Linked DNA regions of Macaca mulatta: region 1 is linked to region 2. The links are chromatin contacts, called in public Hi-C maps. All regions are on one chromosome and are shown on one strand. The core of a region is the stretch at or near the end of the contact, and the rest is flanking DNA. Distances in the headings are between cores, read along the strand shown. Region 1 holds the start of JADE1 (jade family PHD finger 1). Region 2 overlaps LOC106998496 (a long non-coding RNA gene).

Region 1 (6,783 bases), core at 2,403-4,902, 340 kb before region 2:
TAAAAGTGACCGTAAGTAAATGAGACTAAGATCTTTGGGACAAAAGGACAATAAAAATTCTGGGTTGCATGTACTTGCTAGAGTGTTACTCACAGAACATCCCATTTAACTCCTCCCACATATGTTGCCCACCTACAACAAATTACTACATCAAAAGTGTTGAGTCAATGTAAGTATGGGCATAATGAATGCTTCCTTTCTCCACCTATAAATGATTAAATCTTGATCAGTTGTGATTTGATCAAAATGCTACTTACTATAAAATCTCTAACCACTGGTGAGTCACTACCTAAATCAGCTTTCAGGGAAATAATTTCTATCTTAAAACTAGTTCATTAGCTTTGAAAGGTATTAGCCTTGAGCTACAAGTAGCAAGAGAGCCATGGCGGGTATTATAAAAAGGAAAAATAGTTCACCTAATAAAAACCTTTGGGAAAGAACCCCCTAAGCATTCCCATTAATGGAAACCTCAGATCCTCTTCTACTTTCCTAAAAACGTAGCTGTCTTAGGTCATTCACTGCAGCTGTCATTTTACAAAAGAAAATTTAAATTCCCTCTTGGCCGGGGCAAATAGAGGGCGACAGCCCCTTGCCCCGGCCGAGGCTAGGCAGGGCGCCGGCCTTCTCGTTACTAGAAGGCAAGCTAAAGCTCCTTTTAAACGGTCTCCGGAAGACGACGCATTCCTAACGGGTTTCGAAGGCATGTTTAAATCGCCCGCTTTTTTGTTTGCTCTCAGCATTCACCGGCGCCGGGACTGAGGCCGCCCCCGCCCGCTTGGGGTGGGAAACCTGGGGCCAGCACTGCCTGGGGCGGCGGGGGGGAGACCGGGGGCGGGGTGAGACCCGGGACGCGCCGAGCCGGGGTTGAGGACTCGAGGATGAAGAGCTCCCGTGGGAGGGTGGCGGAGTGCGGGGGGAGGTGAGAAGGCTGAGGATCCCAGCAAGGGGGGCACCCCGGGGTTGGGGGGGAACTGGGACGCCGCCCCGCAGCGGCGAACACTCCGCGCGGCTCCCGCCGCCCGCCAGGGAATACGCAGGGCCGCGGCTCCGCGCGGCGCCGCCCCCTCCCTCTCTCCCAATCCTCCTCCTCCTCCTCCTCCCGAGGCGACAGAAACAACAGCGCGGGAGGAGGGGAAAGTAACTCCCGGCACCTCCGCCGGAATTAGCCCCGGTGCAGTGATGACACCTTCTCGTGGCGCAACCAAGCCCCGCTCCCTCCGCAGCGGCGTCCCCGCCGCCGCCGCCCTCTCCATTTGAAAGTGGCCACCCCCCGCCGCCGCAGCTCCTCCCGCCCCGCCGCCGCCAGCTGCACCAATCCGCTCGGCCCCAGTTGCAAATCAAACGCTCCCTCGCGTCCAGAAACCACTTGCGCCGCTGGAAACGGCCGCGCCGTCCCCCTCCCCGAGTCCCTCCGGGGCGGCACCTTCGGTCTGGGGCGGATGCGCCGGCGAGAAACGGTTTTAAGATGGGAGCGGCGGCGGCGGCGGCGAGAAGCTCCGAGCGGGCTCGGCTCCCGCTCCCGCTCCCGCCCCCAGACAGTTCTGGAAACTGTGTATCACCTCTGTCACAGGAAGCCATCCGGCGAGGAAGGCGGCGCGGAACCAACAAACAAACGCCTGCGGCCGCCCGCCGGAACCGGCGCGGGGACCGCGTCGGGCTTAGGGCCGTTCCCGGGGCGGGGGCGCGGCGGCCACCCCCGCGCCGCGGGCTTTGTGCGGGGCGGGTGCGGCGGGCCGGGCGTCCCCGCCCCCGCAATCCCCCACCCCGGCCCGGGCGGCGCAGCTGGGACCGTTAGGTGACGCTCCGGCAGCGACGGAGAAGCAGCGCCTCGGCCGCCGCCCGCCCCCATTTCCACACTGGGCCGCCTCTCCTCAAACGCCAGAGGCGGGCTACAAAAGTTGGCCCCGGGGCCACCCAGCACCTGCCCACGTGCCGCGGAGGCTCGCTCCCGGGTCTTCCCCGGTTCCCTCCCCCCGCCGCCCTCCGCCGCTAGGTCACCTATTACCGGTGGGAGGGGAGAGAGGCTGCTATTTAAACGCCCGCGGAAGTTGAGGCACCCCCACTGGCGGGTGCCGTGCACCTGCCTCCCGCCGCCGCGCTCCGCCACTTTGAGCAGCAGCCGCGTCCTCAGCCCCGCCTCCTGCCCGAAGGCGGGCGGGGGGGAGCGGGAAGGAGGTGGAAGGGATCGAATTTCTCCAGCAAATGGGACCGTTCCGACAGGATTCGGTTCCCCGGTCAACATTCCACATTCCATCCCTCTCCCGCATTTGCAAGCCAATGCCGAGCAACCCGGAAAGCCTGCTGGCTACCGAACAACAGCCCCCAACTCGCAAACACAGACTCACAGGCACAAGACACGTGCACTGAAGGGCTCTGCAACTTGCAGTCCCGGGGTACACACTACACGTTCATTTAAGGAAGCAAGGAGACCAAGAGACCCCACCCCCACAATTTGCAGATGGTGCCAAAGGTTGCAATTTGCAATCCCCTTTAAGTTCATGATTAATCGGTACTTTGCTCTACCAACCGCCAACCCCTACCCCATTTCATCGATGAAGGGGTTTTACACTTTACAAGCTGTCGCGCTGTAAGTAAAAGATCTGACCACTGGAAGCCCAATTCGGAAGAATTGCCAAGCTGTCCCTCCACCCCCGCCCCCCACCCCCCTCTCACTGCCCTTGAATTGATGCAATGAATATTTTGGACATGTGGCGACGCGGTGACAAGAGCCAGGGCTGCGGCCACCACACACAAATGTACCTACACACACCTATGTTTGGACAAATACAGTCCCACCACACACACGGTCTCACACACTCTGGATTCATATATGTACGCGAACCTGCGTTCTGCCATTGCCATCTGTCTACCAAGTTGCTACTATGCTTTCCACTTTCATGCAGCCTAATGCACTTTGGCTTTCTATTAAAAAAAAAAAAAAACCTATAAACTAAAAGCAACTTAAACTGGGCTTCTGCTCCTAAACGCGTTTAATTGATGATTCACCTGAAAACCGCATGTTCTTCGCAAATCCAAAAGAAGAAACAGCTCTAAGTCTTCAGCCCCCCAAATTTGAAAAAAAAAATCATAATAAAACTTACTGATCCAACATAGATCAATTCTCAGGATCCAAAAATCATCCTCTCCTCCTCCTCCTCTGGCCCCCGCCCCGGCAATGCCCAAGTTACTGGTGGGATAGTAACGCTGCGCTCAGCGGCTGCCTCCCTCCCTCCTAGCTACATATCGAGAACCCAATCTTTTGGCGCCATATTAATGACGTACTATATTATTTCCACTAGGCAGCGACCTTCGGCATTAAATTACTCCCGAGAACTCCCGAGCAAAGCAACAAAACCATCAAATATGGCTGAGCCTCTCGGCTCGTCCTGCAGCCGCCGCCGCCGCCGCCGCCGCCGCCGTCGCCGCCGCGGGACCGGGACGCGCACACGGACCCACGCGCGGACACACGCGCGGCGAGCCCACCCCGCGCGCCCCCCGCGGCCCGCGCGCGTACCTGCTGCGGAGGGGTTCGGCCGAGGCGCTGGGCTGGGCGCCGCTCGCTCGCTCGGAGCTGCATGAGTTCGGGCCGCGGCGGGCGAGCGGGCGGGGAGCCGGGCGGGCCCGTGCTCTAGCCGGCGCGCACACACCCGGCACTCGCGCACGGAGGCACTCTCGGTCTGGTTTGGCTTGTTATGGAGGAAGGACTGTGTGAATCAAACTCATTTCTGGGTCACTGCTGCCACAGGGGGGAGCACTTTAATCCCTTGCCAAAACGAGAGGGTGGGGACGGGAGGGCGGAGGGAGCATGCGGGGAGCCCGCGACTTGGGGGGCTCGGTCCCTCGTTAACTCTTCGCAGCCCTCGCCGCAGCCGGCTCGGCCTGCGCCAGTCGGGACTCGCAAAGAACGGCACTGTTTAGCTCTTAAAAGTCTCTTTCCTTACTTCACCCACCTTGTGAGCCTAGAAATTCTTGAGGTGTCTCCAAGCAGGGAAGTGGGTTTTTAAATTAGCCCCTTCAAACTGCTGTCCCAATTTCAACTCTTGTCTGACATCTAGAAATGGATTCTTTCAAAATAGTTTAAAAATTTATGTAGATTAAAATGTGGCTATTGAGATGTGTCATTTGGGTGAAAGGTTTTATTTTTAGGCTGAGTGGCAAAAGAGTTGTTTGTAGTAACAGTTTTAGGGAGTTGCACATTAGGATGACATTTTTTAATATAGATAATCCAATTCTGAATAACATCTTTACCTAAATTTGTATGGAAGTGATCATTGCAAATGAGCATTAATCCATTAGAAGATATTATTTATAAATTGACACCACTTTATGTTACACATTACTGCAGAATTGGACATCTTCTCCCAAATAAGAGCAGTGAGCCTAATGCTAAAACTAGAATTACAAGCTAGTATCAGATCAGTCATCAGAGATTCATTTGGGGGGTATTAATGTGTTAAAAATGAGTGGTTACTGATTTTATGCAGAAGACAAACTTGCTTTTTCATATGGAGGGCAACATACTTCTTTCATGGATTCGCCTAGGGAAATAGAGGGGTATATGACATTCAGCTTGAAAAGGAAAAAAGTACGGATTAGAAACTCCCATTCAGGCCGGGCGCGGTGGCTCACGCCTGTAGTCCCAACACTTTGGGAGGTCGTGGCAGGCGGATCACCTGAGGTCGGGAGTTCGAGAGCAGCCTGACCAACATGAAGAAACCCTGTCTCTACTAAAAAATACAAAATTAGCCAGGCGTGGTGGTACGTGCCTGTAATCCCAACTGCTGGGGAGGCTGAGGCAGGAGAATCGCTTGAACCCCAGAGGTGGAGGTTGTGATGAGCCCATATCGCTCCATTGCACTCCAGCCTGGGCAACAAGAGCGAAACTCCGTCTCAAAAAAAAAAAAAAAAACTCCCATTCAGTAAATAGGAACAGTGATCACTAATTACCAAACTAAGTATCGAACCCAAAAGGCATATGTATCCACAGGAAGAACCTTTCTGAATATATCAGGTTTGATTTCACATAATCCCACACCAGCCCATCCACCCACATTCAGACCCACATCCAAAACATTATAATCTGATAAATGCGACAAAACAAAACTAATTGAGCCTTTCAGTTATTTTTCAGAAAACAAAGTAAGCCAGTGGAAATCCTAAGTAGTGTATGTGTCCTCTCCTGTTTCACTAATGAAGAATAGAAAGAGTCCCTGCCAGTCCTATTCATGTGTTCACTTAATCCTGTTCAAAGCGATCACACATGTAAAGCACTGTGTTAACTATCATTATTACTATTCTTAGTATTGCACTTCAGTTATTGCTATTTTCATTGGTTCGCCTTGCACATACTCTCTGTAGAAGTTGAAGTACACAGGCTTTGTAGCCAGACATGGTTGGATCTGGCTCTCTCAGTTACCACTTTGTGTGCCTGTGGGATAAAAGAACTTTATCTGAGCCTCAGTTTCTTTCCTGGTAATAAAATGAAGTTAACAGCTGGCCCCTAACCTGAAGGGTTGTTAAGAGGAAACAGGCAACCTCATAACAGTTCAGGAGTAGAGGCCCTGGCAATAGGAGGTTGTCCATTCCCTCGGCCACCACTGGTCTCTTTCTTGGTTTTCTCTCCATCAAAAATTGCAACTTTTCTAAATTCCAAACAGCATTACTTCACGCATTTGTCTGAAGAAAATTTTTAACTCACATTTGCTGCTTACTCTTTTACTTGCTTTTTCTATCAAAAACATTAGGCACCAACAAAAGTATTGAATAAAATGAATGACAAAAACAAAGGGATAAAATGGCACACAAACTTCACACACTGACACACTGAACAGGACTGAAGGTGCCATGTACGGAGTCTCAATTATGCCATGACTTCAGAATACTCATCGACTGAGATAGTGCTATGTGCTATAAATAGCCCTGGACAAGAAGTCAGGAGACGCCCACCAACTCCGAATATGACTCTCTGGGCTTTAGTTTCCCCACTGAGATGACAGGAAAAATAATGTCTAAGTCCCCTTTCTCTTTAACATTCAGTCATTTCTGATTTTCTTACCAAACTTAGAAACGTGATGATTATTTGAAGAAATGGCGGACAACTTGAATCCATAAGGAACATGTAAAAATATTTTGTCATCAATGATCAGCAGTTGGCATTTCTTAAATAATAGGTGTTTCTTGCCATCAGACCACAAAGGAAACTCCTATACAACCTATTTCTAAAATGGGAAAGGCAATGATATGGTTTGCCTTGCGGCAGCACAGATAATACAGCCTAGAATAAGAAGTACTAAGCTGGCAATTAGGAAAACGAGTTTCTGATTCCACTCTGTCACTTACTGTCTTACCTTGCCAAATCATTCAGGATCATCATATCCTAGTCTCTGGAATAGTTCTTTTAATTCACACCTTATTATCAGAGATGAAAAGACATTCAACAAAATAGCTACAAGGTACTCAGTGTAATAGAAATATCAAGATTCTAGTCTTTCCTGATCCCATCAATGTTCGTGGTGATAATTACAATTCTATATATCCTGTACATTCTGCTGTAGTCATATACAGTTTAATTATTTTCTTCCATAATAATGGATTTTTATGAAATAAAAATTTGGATATTTATACTCACATTCCTGATTTTGAAACCAGACTTGATTAAATCTCTGAATGTTTACTTAGTCATTTCATTTCATCTACTTCTCTGTAGGTAAAGAATTATAAGGCCTTGCTTGATAAGACACTCAGAATTGTTCATATTTGAAATGAAGGGATGCATACACTAAA
Region 2 (6,774 bases), core at 1,932-4,431:
CAAACCTTAAGGTAAAAGTGCACATTTATTGAGCATTTTCAGAAACGGCCCATTTAATCATAATTAGCTATGAAAAATGGCAGGAGCTCAGCTCTAGTCTTCTCTCCTTTTTTTCTTCCTTCCATCTAGAATTATTATCTTAATGGCCTTCTCCTATCTCCTCTTTTACATTTTCCCTTCTCTTGTTCTCCCTTCTCTAAAGGATTGTTCTTCCATTTCCTTTGCCTCTTTTCAACAACATAGTCAAGCACAAGCTTCCCATTGGTCTGCTTTCTTTCCCTACAATTTAACTTTATTGTGAGAATGGATCCTACTCTTTGTTATAAGGAGCAATGAGGGGATAAGCCCACTCAAGCAACTTAAGGGTAAAACCCAAAGCAGGCAACAGCTTTAAGGGCCTGTGGGATTAAAGGCAGATAATGGAGTGTTACTTTAGCCCTCTTTATCCTTGCTTTCCCAGAACCAATTCTGCTTTGTTCTGTTTTCTTTTTTTCAAACAGAGCCAGTCATCAGTAGCATAGCCAAGCCCGTGGCTTACAGAAAAGGGATCAACAGCGACCAGAGTGGGGAGTGACCTATGCTGACATACAGACAAGAGGTAATTAGAGCTGACCTTGGGAGGTGGCCATGAGAACAGAAACAAAAACACAAATGCGAGCCATAAAGCCACACGTGGAAGTAAAATCAACAAGATTGGGCCCCTGATTAGAGATGGAACAGCAAGGGCAAGGGAGGAAGATGGCACAAGGTTTCAATGCTGACGGCAGCCAGATGAGTCATCCTGAAGCTCAGCTTCAATTGAGTTACTCAAATGAGAAAAAGCCTTGCATGGCTGCAAGCCCACTGCACATACAGTAAAGCGTAAATTCCTATATAAGGACTGCCGCAATTTTGCATCAATTTATCATCAACCTTGGACTCATTCATTCATTCAGCAAACATTTATTGAACAGCTACTATGTATTATGCTGGATCAGGAAATTAAAAAAGAGGAAAAGGCACAGTTCCTGAGTTTGAGGAGTTCAAGAGCTTGAAAGGGGTATCCTCCAAATAAATCAATACATACATGCACAGCCTCTGTTCACAATGTTCTCTTCACCTGAAATCCCTACTGTTTATTGAGTACCCACTACATGCCAGAGACTGCTCTTGGTCCTGGGGACCCAGTTGGATTACTTCTGCTCATTTCCTAACTAGAGCTGTAGATATATTCATATATTTGTCTGCATAAAGTGCTGAGGTCATGGGGACCACAAGAAGGAGAAGACAGCCAACACCAGACTCTTGGAGTAATGCTTCTATTTCATGGGTTGGGAAAGGGAGAAGAGCCAGAAGTGATCAGAAGAATAACCAGAGAGGGAAGAGAAAAACCAATCACAGAAGCTGGAAAGTAGAGAGTTTCAAGAATAAAGGAGAATGTGTTCTGTGTTCAGTACAACAGAAAGGCTAAGAGAGAAGGCTAAGAAAGTCCCCACACAGTCACTCATTTCTGTTAATAGATGGCAAAGATTAACGAATAAACTGACAGAAGAAAAGCTAAAGATGCACAATAGAGCAATTGGGTGCTTTACAAAGACCCTGGAGCAAGAATTAGGAAGGTACAGAATTCAGGCAGGTACAGGCAGGAGTGGAAAGGTTGACCTTGGAAAGAAGAGAGACACTTCTTCCCCAAAAATTAGAAGAAAAAGATAAGAATATGCAGACATGAATTCAGGGTGGTCACAGAGGCTCCATGAAGGGTTTGCAGTCAGCCCCATGTGTGAATCCCAGATCTGCCACTTACTTTCTGTAATGCTGGGCAAGTTATTCGGACCCTCCAAGCCTCAGTTTCTTCACCTACAAAGAGGATATGATAATGCTTTTCTCATAAGGGTGTTGTGAGGATAAGTTGAGAAAATGTATGTGCAACCAGCTACCCCTTTGCCTTACCAGTACATATGGGGTCATCAAAATAAATTCTACTGTCCTTTTCCCCCTCTTTGTTCACACTGTGGTCCTCCAGAAAGTGCTCTTGCAAAAGAGCTCGCAAGGGAGCCCACCCCACTGCACTCTGTGGTCAGCCAAGCCTCTGCTGTCCCAAAACTACTGCAGCTGAGGTCCTGGAACAAACAAGATGCCAAATCCAAACAATGCCATCTTGTCCTACAGAGTTATCCCAAAGCAACCTTTTCTGTTTTTCACTTAAAGCTTTCTCCAACCCACCCTCTACAAATCTCAGCTAGGGCCTAGCTCAAAACCTGAGTGATAAGTACCATGTTATAACTAGCATTATTCCCTCCTTCCCATGACCAACTTGCAGTCAAGCTCCTAGGAGGCTCTCTGTCCTTCATATGAATACATTTTTGTTAGGCCCCACATCGTTAATTTGCTAGGTACCTCCTGATATATGTCAGTCTCAATCTAGGCTAGCATAGAACCTGGCACACAGCAGGGACTCAAGAAAAGTGAGTCCTGCATCATGGTTTTATTTATACTTCTGATTTGGGATGCCCCTTCTCCCATTCTCAGTCATATCTGCATTTTACCCAGGTGCACAAAGATTTGGTTATACTATAGAGTGCTGAGCTGGTAAATGTTTAGCAACCAGCCCTCTGGGAGAAAATGCCTGACTTTGTAGTGTTTGCTAATTTCCATGGTGTCAACACTCTCACCATGGCCAATTTCACTCTACCAACATGATTTCAACCACCTTGCAAAATTCCTGAAAATGTAACTATCAGTTCTTCCAAGCTTGTATGAGCTGTCTCTAGCACACCACTCAACAGGTTACCTGGAAATCCCGACTAGTAGCTTATTGAAGCAGCTCTGAAGTTTGTGTCCATTTAATAAAGCCCTGTGCACATGCAGCTACAGCTTTGTAAAGACAACATCCCATCCCAACTGCACTGCAATGGGGATGAACTACAAGGGCATCAAGTCTCATTTAGAGACCTTCACTATTTTCATGTGGTTTGAGAAAGGATTATATTTAAATGGCATTTTGGCATTTTGAGAGAAACAGACACACCCTGACGAGTAAAATCTCAGGGATGATCACTGAACAAAAACACTGTCACCAAGTAAGTAAATAGTGACAAGTTTATAAGATGCTGTTGGCAGTAGCTGGATTTCTCAGTGCTGAACACTTGAGTTGGGCATAGTGGGAGCGGCTGGTTAGCCATTTGTCAGGCTAAGTCAAAACAGCCCTCCAGCTACAGCACAGACGGCAGACTGCAGCTCATCAGCATTTTATTTATGACTCTTAATTAGCAAGCAAAAAGGAGGGAAGAAGTTCCCAGCTTGGGATATACATACTTATACATATATATTTTTCCCATAAATTATCTTTGTCAAAATAATTTAAATCTCCATGACCCCAAGAGGTAGGCATTATAATTTACATTTTATCAATAGGAAACTCCATCCTAGAAGATAAGTGTAATTAGCCTAATTTTACCAATGAAGATTTAGAGAGGCCAAGTGATTTTTCCAAGGTAACACAGCTAGAACATGGCAGAGCTGGGAGTTGAAGCAGTCTTTATATTCTAATGCAAAAGCTCTTTCAATCATATCATGGTTGACTCTTGGCATGTCAAAGTAATAGTCCATTGAGTTGGGTTAAAAGAGCGTTGGCTACCAAACTCATTACACTTGTGAATATACTCCTGGTTCTTATGGTTAGAATTGTATCTTTGTTTTTGGTTTTTTGTTTGTTTGTTTTTGAGAGAGTCTCACTTTGTCGCCCAGTGACGCGATCTTGGCTCACTGCAACCACCACCTCCTGGGTTCAAGCAATTCTCGCGCCTCAGCCTCCCAAGTAGCTGGGACTACAGACGTGCACCACCACGCCTGGCTAATTTTTATATTTTTAGTAGAGACAGGTATCACCATGTGGGCCATGCTGGTCTCAAACTCCTGACCTCAAATGACTCCCCTGCCCTGGCTGGGATTATAGGTATGAACCACTGAGCCTGGCCTAGAATTGTATCTTTGGAAGGAGGGAAGTTATGGAGTGCGTGTAGAACACAGGACAACTGAGTGAGTCTGGATGACTCCCTGCTTGCTTTTGAAGAACCTGGAGCCTTGCTTTGTGACTGACAGAGTCAATCACAGGGCAGGGAATAAAGATCAGATCCCCAGAGCCCAGGAGTCTGAAGTGGCTCTGATGATGGAGAAGGTCTGAGCTACTGGGCCTTTGAGTGACTGTGAGGTGTAAGACGCATCAGAAGCATGAGAAGGGCTGGCAACTCTAAACATGTCCAATCACTTCCATCAGCCATCTGTTTAGATGGCATTTGGAGAGCGCCACAACTGATTACCACTGATCACTGATTTGGGGGAAAATAGCCTGATATTTACATAATATTTAAAAATCTAATTTTTAATTATTAATACATAAATCATCTTTAATACGGGTTTGTTTCATAACTCCTGTGAACCTCAAAGGATAAAGTATTTATATTATTCCCAAAGGTCGTCCCATGCCTTATTAAAGAATGAACTGAAAGACAGCAACTTCTGGGTTCTCTGAGGAGGTGTGGTCAGTTCTACAGAGGTCACCAGTAGTTTTGGTTTTTGGTTTTTTCCAGAGCCAGGGAAGGACTGCACTTCTCCATCCTCTTGAAGTTAAGCATGGCCATGTGGCTTACTTTGGCTAATGAACTATCTGTTGCAATGTGTGTCACTTCAGGGTGGAAGAGTTAGCGAAGAGTTGGTGAACGATTATCCATGCCAGCTTCCCCTGCCACAGTGATCCCGGCAGCACACACTGAGATGACAGACTGTCTGTCAGTTGGGTCCCCGAGCCACTCTGTCAAACAGAATCTCAACTAAGTTTTGGAAGCTGTTGTTACCACTGCATAACTTCACCTATCCTTCTGGGAAAGGAGATTAGTTTGGCAAAGGAGGTTATCACACATTACATCTGATATTTCATTAGCCAAAGTCAGTCACGTGACCATGCTTAACTTCAAGGGGACAGAGATGAAAAGTAAAAAATAGGAAGTCAAACTCCCAGATGCCTTGAATCCCATGGGAAATGTGGAATTCCAAGTCCCTGAAAAAGTCATGTCTCGGGTGCTGTTCTTCCTGAAGTGTGGAGGAGAAAGTTAAAGTTGGAAAATTCGTCAAAATGAATTTATACCTTCAGGTATAGAAAGGATCTAGACTCCTTGGAGCTTAATAAGAAATCTCCTGAGCTGAACATGAAATTGAGATTGGGTCAAATCAATTTAACAAATACCCACTGAGTGCCAATTCCTCATACAATGACAACGCTGTGCTACACATTGCAGGAAATGCTTAGGAGTACAGAAGCCCTGTCTTTCTTTCAAGGAACTTAATGATCTAATTAGTGAGCTCAAACTCAACACCAGAGAGGACCACATAATAAAATTGTTAAATAAAAGCTTCAAATACTGGTAAATAGGATGCCATAAAACAGAGCACTCAGTGACAAAATTCACCATATATAGAAATCCCTATCTATGAGGTGAAGGGGCTCAGTCGCCTCTGAAAACTAACTGTAGTTTCCCCCTTGCTTCATCCTCACACCTGCAGTTAATACACTCTTGTCAGTGGCTTACGGCTGAGACTGACTACAAGTGCTACAAGTGGAAGAGATGGAGGGGATGTTCAGGCTCTCAAGAAAAATAGCTGAAGAAGAAAAAGCTCCTCAAGTTCTTGGTGGCTCAACTGGAGGTAGCCAAAAGCAAATAAGCTGCCTCGTGGGGCCTGCCTTGTTTTGCCACATGCCCTCAGCATAATAGTGAAAGGACTAGAGGAAGGCCAAGAAACTGCAGCATCTGGCAGCTATCTGGCTGTCATACCCTGTGTGCCCCCCCTTGCCCTGCTCCAGATGGCTTGGCTGCATCAACCAGGGATGCTGCCAATGCACTGGGCAACAGGTGAGGAGCTCATTGCTGCATATGTCATGGCGCCTAGAAGTAGCACCAAGAGGTAGCACTCGCGAATCTGTCTTTGGATTAAAATGCAAGCTTGAGACCTTATTAAGGAAGACTTGACTGTAACAAGGAGACTGGTGTCTAATTCAGCCACTCCCCTGCCTCAGCCTAGTCCAAACCAAGCTGTGCTATACAAAATACATGCATCATCGTTCAAATGAAGCATCTGTACCTCTTTCTCCAAGTTTCTGGAATCATTGAAGATTGAGTGTAAATTATCACTCTTAAGTGTATTCTCCAAGCTTCATGACTGCTTTCTTATAAAGAAGAAAAGAGGTTTCTTTGTCTCTTCCTAGAGTCTGAGCAACTTACCAGGGTAAGTACCCTGACACCAGGATATCCAGCATCGTTGAGCCTTCCTTTGTATGGAGAAAGGGGCAATATGTCAAAACTGGTGTCCACCACATCCACAGTCCTCCTGAAGGGAACAACCATGCCCACAGCCCAGGCTGGGGAACAGCCCTGCACAGGTCTCAAAGTGACTCAAAGGTGGTCAAGCCGAGCCTAACTCATCCCCGGGAGGTGACCTGGCCTCCAAAGCTCTTTTCAGACAGGGAGAATGCAATTAACTCAGCCAGAGTCTCTCTTCCCTTCCTCCTTCCCTTCCCCCTCCACGCTTCCCTCAAAATTAACCAGGAAATACAGGGAAAATAGTCACTGAATTGTTAGTGGGACCAGAAGCTAAAAAGATGTACCCAGAGAGCAGGTGCCATGCAGGAAAGCTACGGGACAGAGGGTACGAGGGTGTCAAGGTCAAGACTAAGCTGAAGAAATGAGTTAAGGAAAAGGTACACAGAGTTGAAGGCGAGGCCAAGCAGTAGTGGTGTACACA

What was found. Hi-C and Micro-C count contacts between places; a contact is called where the count stands out from the background.
Region 1: a contact with region 2 is called in a Hi-C map of fetal cortical plate, with 2.3 times the contacts expected there. The contact joins the promoter of JADE1 here to the enhancer-like site in region 2. A contact is called at or near these places in 4 of 14 Hi-C or Micro-C datasets (fetal cortex germinal zone, fetal cortical plate, fibroblasts and 1 more).

The regions. Positions count from the first base shown.
Region 1 is chr5:137,564,278-137,571,060 of T2T-MMU8v2.0, reverse strand. It overlaps JADE1 (jade family PHD finger 1), which reads right to left and starts at 3,652. Exons shown (of 11, transcript NM_001266133.1): 1 at 3,515-3,652.
Region 2 is chr5:137,220,123-137,226,896 of T2T-MMU8v2.0, reverse strand. The region is part of intron 2 of LOC106998496 (a long non-coding RNA gene); the gene reads right to left. Among named protein-coding and RNA genes, the nearest start is that of PGRMC2, 170 kb to the right of the region's middle. Within about 2 kb of position 3,181, at least 1 of the 40 cell types and tissues checked has an H3K27ac peak or open chromatin away from gene starts, as enhancers often do. A contact at or near this core is called in fetal cortical plate, where this site is marked.